Regions from separate parts of the Mus musculus genome. Here region 1 is linked to region 2. A link is a contact called in public HiChIP or PLAC-seq data. All regions are on one chromosome and are shown on one strand. Each heading gives the region's core, a stretch centred on a gene start, on an enhancer-like site or on the middle of the called end of the contact. The rest is flanking DNA. Distances are from core to core; before and after follow the strand shown. Region 1 overlaps Pex14 (peroxisomal biogenesis factor 14). Region 2 holds the start of Casz1 (castor zinc finger 1).

Region 1 (2,700 bases), core at 189-2,688, 180 kb before region 2:
TGTCATCCAGTTACCATTTGCAGGTCTGCCCCAGGTTGTCTGTAGCCCATGTTTCTATATCCACAGGAACTAGCATTGGCTCTTATCCACAGGTGGGGTCCAGGGTGCCATGGGAGAAAGGAGTTTAATCCCTCTCTAAACCCTGACAGCCTTGAGTGAAGTTGCCGTCTGATGCTTATAACTCTGGTTGCCTCTGTTCTCCAAGACAAGTCAGACCTAGACGGCCTTCACCCCCACCTCAGGGGAAATGGTAGGGGTAGCACTCGAAAATTATGTGTTCTCCCCCACCCCATTCTTCTTAAGAAAAATGACTCATTTATTGAAACTAAATCAAGCCCCTGCCTTTTCTGGAGAACTAGGTATATTGGAATTCCAGCCAGTGTAGAGTTATAGCACCAAATGAGAAGCAAGAGCCCGGAAGGAAGTGCCGATGGCATTGGAACCCTCACCTCACTGGTGGGCTCGGCTGAGGGAATGCAAGCTGGCTTTTATTAGGAGAATAGTCTTGGTAAAAGCTTGGGGCCAGAGGGCAGAACAGCCGGCAGAAGGTCCTGTTCCTTTAACCAGCGCCAGCTCTCGAGGCCGAGGCGCAGCCTGTAACTTGCTGTATATTTCCCCAGCGTTAAGCATTATCGTACTTGTTTATATTTGAAAGAGCCAGAAGGGAAATGAGAATGCAACTGAATGCTCCTTTTGGGAGAATTATCCTCATTTGCAGCCAGCAGCTGACAAGGCACATGATCCACCAGGTTTAGAGAATTCCGTGGTGTGCCAGTGACCAGCAGCCTGTGCTGATGTCGCAGATGCTGCTTCCTCTCCTCTGCAGTGGACTGGGAAAAGCACCGTCCTCCTTCCCGGCTTGGAGAGGAGAGCGGTGCCCCTTCCTATTTAGGAAGAGCCATCAGCAGTGACTGACAGGCGAACGAGCCCAAGAGGCACAGGCTCCGGGGATCTGTGTCCTCACTTTTACCTGGCTTGTCTGTCTGGCCTACTCCTGCTCTGGGGAGAAGAAACAACAACAAATGCATCCTGTTTGTGGCAAGCTGTGCAGGAAGTGGGGATGCCCTTGTCCTGCGCAGCCTGGGATGCTCTGCTGCTCTATCGCCTGACCTCCTTCCCTCTGGCTGGGTGAATGCCGACCCATGGCCCACGACCCACAGCAGGGCTTGCTTGCTTGCTTCTGTCTGGCTCCTGTGTGTGAAGAGGAAGTGCTGCTGCCTCGTGAAAGGAGAGAGGTCAAGGGCCATTTTGCGTAGTTGAGGCACTCCCTTGACCGTTTGCAGTGGGGCATGAAAAGTCTGAGGGATGGCTAGCATCGACTCAGGCCAATATGGTACAGGGCCGAGCTGTGCTCTAAAGCATTAATGTATACCACGTATTAGCCCCCAGGCACAGAGTGCGAGGCCCCACACTTTGAAGATGCTGATCCTCAGAACCGCCTTGTACTTCATCCACCCCCAGGGGCAAGTATACTGTGCTGTGGGCCTCTAATGGAGAGCTGCCGACCAGATGTGGAAAAGCTCTTGGCCCCGGTTTAAAAGCTCTGTGTTGTGGCTCTATTGGATATTGGGATTCCCGGAACAGCCTGGACCAGCTTGAGTTGTCTTCTGCATGCTAGCAGTGACCTCTCACCTGCTTTTCACCCTCGGCAGTAGATCTCTTTGTATACACCATTACTTCCCGAGTGGGCCCTGTAGGAATCTTGTTGCAAACCTGGGCTCTACACTTTAGTCCTATGGAGCCCTCCTCCTTTACCATCGGTCCCCCAGTCGGCCTCAGGCCCTCTGAATACCTCTCTGCTCCCAGCCTGCTAGGTTAGGAGCCTGGACTTTCACTGGCTCTCCCTTCCTTCTTGGCAAATCCTTTCCACATGCTATAACCACTGCAGATGGCGCCCTGCGATTTCCTGATGCCCTGTGTGCAGTGTAGTTTAGAGCATCAGAGGATTAAAGGGGGGTGGGGGGTGGGGGGAGGAACTAGCCAAAGGCGATCCAGGCAGCCTGGGATAGGCTGGAGCAATAGTCATCCAAGAGCGTGGGCCCGGTCTCGTTTTGCTCTGTTTTCTTGTTTTATTTTCTTCTTTACATTCTATATCCCATTCATACTAATCACAGTCAGTCCTGATTTTTCTTTTTATTTCTGCATTTGTCATAAAATAAAGCAAATTATTCCCGTCTTCGGAAACGATCTAGACTAATTAGTCGTCTCACCCAATAATTAGTTTTTTGTTTCCCTGTCTGTTTTCGTGCATTATTGTTAGTTTTTTCCCCTCTTTTTTTAACACCATTACAGATTAAAATGAGCCACATTTGCAGTTGATGGTATCTGTTTTCGGGGGAAGAATGGAGAATTGCAGTACGGAGCGACTTCAAAAGCAGCAATAAACTCAAGGATAAATTAAGGAAATTGAATGAGCCACATTTGGAAGCAGTGTTGAGGCTAATATTCTGTCGCTTAAGGTTAAATTGCGACAGAGAGAGGTTCCCAAGAATCCGAAATCGAGGAGGCAGCACACTCAAATGCAAGGCGCGCTCTGTGGCCGTCAGGGCCTGCTTGCAGAGGAAGATTTTGCTGAGGGTGGGTCGCTGGCAAGAGATACTCATGAGTGTCCTTTGCTCTTCTCTCTAGGACTGACAGACGAAGAGATTGACCTGGCTTTCCAGCAGTCGGGCACAGCTGCCGACGAGCCTTCACCCCTGG
Region 2 (2,700 bases), core at 141-2,640:
GTCAGTTACCACTTGACGCTCCTGTATAGTGAAGGTCGACCCAAGAGTCCTGGTGGCCCAGTCATCTCCCCTTCACTGTCCCCTGTGCCCCTACATGCTCCTGTCCTCTGCCAGGAGCCGATTTCAGCCCCATGTCCTCTCCACACGCTAAACCCCCGAGGTCCTCCTCAGCCCACCTAGGGTCACAGACCCCGTCCAATCCTCTCCTATCCCTAGAGAGAGCCCCCACCTCCGGCGCCGGAGCTCACCGCTCCACCCGCAATCGGGCCTGCCAACCCAGCGTCCCAAGTCCCCGGGCGCAACTTCTCTCTCCGCGCACACAGTAGCCGCCACAACTCCCCCGGAACTTTTCCCCAGATCCAGGGCGAGCTTCAGCCGACAGCAGAGCGGTCGGAGCCAGTACCCAGCGTTGCGAGCCGGAGCCCGGGGGGGGACTCGGGGGTAGGGGGAAAGAGTAAGAAGCGCCACTTGCCGCGCTTGGAGCGGCGCACTTGAGATAAACTTCCCAGGCACAGATAGAAAAGGGGGCGCCGCTCCCCAGATCCCAGAACCCTCTTGCCTTCATTTTCCCACCCGGAGCTCCCCTTGGCACCCTGCGCCTACGCGAACACTGCCTACCTCTGCTGGCAGAACATACACCCCGGTGTCGGGGCACAAGAGCCGGCTAGAGGAGATCCCCACCCACCCCTTCCCTTGGGCAAAGTCTTGCAAAGTCACCCCAGGAGCCCCTCACCCCTGCCTCCTTCTCTCCTCCAGACAGCTCACGACCCCCCTGCAGCAGGAGGGGGCGTGGGAGAAGGAACGATCACCCAGTATTGGCAAGCACCTGCGCCCCCAGCCCACTGCGCGGAAAGCGCCCCCACCCTAGTTGCAAAGTCCTGTACTCGTGCCTGGCACCTCCCCCTCTTCTCCCCTACCCCGCCGACCCCTCAGTTGGAGTAAGTGACCCCCAGGAGCTGCAGCCCTCCCTCCACTGGAGCGGCTCGCCGGGCATTCCCCTGGTCACTGCGGGCGCCGCGCCGCCCCGCGCCGGGGTGCCAGCCCTCTGTGCCCCCTACCTCCCGTACAGCCGGAGTTGGGTGGCAGCCGCCGCTCGCAGGCTGGCTGGCTCGGTCGTTCGCTCGTTCGCCCGCTCCCAGCTGCAAGCGGCAACCCCGGGGGTAGTGAACTGCACCGGGACAAGGGTGAAACCTGGAGGCGCCCCAATAGGCCCGCAGAGGTGGAGGGCTTGAAGGGGCCGCGGTGGAAGGAGCGCCGAGTCTCTTACCTGCACTTGGGGCGGCTTTGGGTGACTTTCCAAGTCCGGGGAAAAATGTGTGTGTGTTTGGGATGGAGCGCCGCGGGCGCGCATGCGCGACCGAAGTTGCCGGATCCCGGATTTTTCGCTCCCAGTCTCCGCTCTCGCCCGCTGTGATTATGGAATTCTCCGCGGCCGAACGGGCGAGTGGGTGGCATGCAAAACCCGGGCCGGATCGCGGGGCTGGGCTCCGCTCCACCCTCACACCCCCAGACCTTCCCCTCTAGCATTCTTCCCACCCACCGCCAAGGCTGGGCTCCGCGTGCGCGCGCGGCGAGATCGGCCAGCGAAGCAGAATCAGAGCGCGCTGCTCCCTTGTGCGGTTCCGGAAGGTTTCTACACCCTCTGAATGGAGTTGAGACTGGGACAGAAGAAAGGGACAAGGGTGCGTTACTTTCCAGCTATTCTGAACCCTTTGACACCCCGAGTTTGGTTCCCACTTTTTCAATGAAAATTGGCTCTCTTTTTTGCAAGCCAGACTGTTAGAAGAGTCGAATGAAATCTTCCCTGTTTGATATTTTCTTTGCTCTTACTCTCTGCAAAGGGGAGTTTTCATTCAGCCCCTTATGCAAGAAATAAATCCTTAAGTGAGCAAGACAGGCCACGCAGAACAACCTTACTCTATGCGTGGGAGGAGGGCAAATCATGTGCATTAAAACGAGAATGCTGCAAAGTGAAAGATCCACGGAGAAAGCAGAGTGTCTTGGGGGAGACGATCCCTTGGCCTGGAGATGGGAGGTGACAGCCGTTTTCATCTCCCCTGAAGGACACTTTGCATCCTTGCAATACCCTAGCAGGGCCTCTTAGCTGTCTACGCGGGTCACCGGTCCTCTGGCCCTAACACCTGGTCCTTCCTCTCCCAGTCAGGCTACCACACCCCAGCATAGACTCAGCGATGATACCCATTTTGTTCCTACTGCAGAATTCAGGATGGAAATTCAGGAAGTGAGACCAAAAAAAAAAAAAAAAAAAAATCAAAGGCGAAGGACCCCCAGGCAAGATGAGTTAGAAACTGACCGCTGTAATAGGCAAATTATTAATTGCATAAATAAGCAAAAGTGCAAAGCATAATCCAACTTCGAGGTGCACTTTACACAGTGAGTTCTGCTCAGAGAAAATGCCGCCCACAATGCCCAGCCCTGCTGGGGACTGGGGCCTACTGGAAAGCTTTTGCTCTGCTTCATGACCCTACTGTCTTGCCTGGCCAGCGCTAGGACAGTCGCCTGCTGGGATGTGTTCCCTGCCCTGCTGTGAGCTCAAAGTTCATTGGTCCAGAGGCAAATGACCAGAGTCTGAGGCTCTCTGGCCCTGAGGTGGTAGAGTTCCTAAATAAAACCTCTGGGTCAGTGCTGTGAGGTGTCACACACTCCTCAGATGCTATGGTAAGTGACAGCTGTGTCACA

What was found. HiChIP or PLAC-seq counts read pairs in DNA pulled down with a chosen protein or histone mark.
Region 1: a contact with region 2 is called in an H3K4me3 HiChIP or PLAC-seq map of embryonic basal ganglia, with 2.6 times the contacts expected there. The contact joins the enhancer-like site here to the promoter of Casz1 in region 2. A contact is called at or near these places in 11 of 39 promoter capture datasets (the 3T3-L1 cell line, HPC-7-derived erythroid cells, cranial neural crest and 8 more), 1 of 484 Hi-C or Micro-C datasets (nephron progenitors), 13 of 115 datasets of contacts at active chromatin or transcription factors (VIP interneurons, craniofacial prominence, differentiating embryonic stem cells and 9 more) and 5 of 9 other capture datasets (adipose tissue, embryonic stem cells, embryonic tail and 2 more).

Annotation. Positions count from the first base shown.
Region 1 is chr4:148,984,094-148,986,793 of GRCm38.p6, reverse strand. Pex14 (peroxisomal biogenesis factor 14) reads left to right here. Exons shown (of 9, transcript NM_019781.3): 4 at 2,629-2,700. Among named protein-coding and RNA genes, the nearest start is that of Gm42351, 25 kb to the left of the region's middle. RefSeq lists an enhancer at 1-2,060. Within about 2 kb of position 1,438, at least 22 of the 459 cell types and tissues checked have an H3K27ac peak or open chromatin away from gene starts, as enhancers often do. A contact at or near this core is called in VIP interneurons, embryonic basal ganglia and liver, where this site is marked.
Region 2 is chr4:148,803,082-148,805,781 of GRCm38.p6, reverse strand. Casz1 (castor zinc finger 1) reads right to left here and starts at 1,390. Exons shown (of 21, transcript NM_001159344.1): 1 at 1,268-1,390.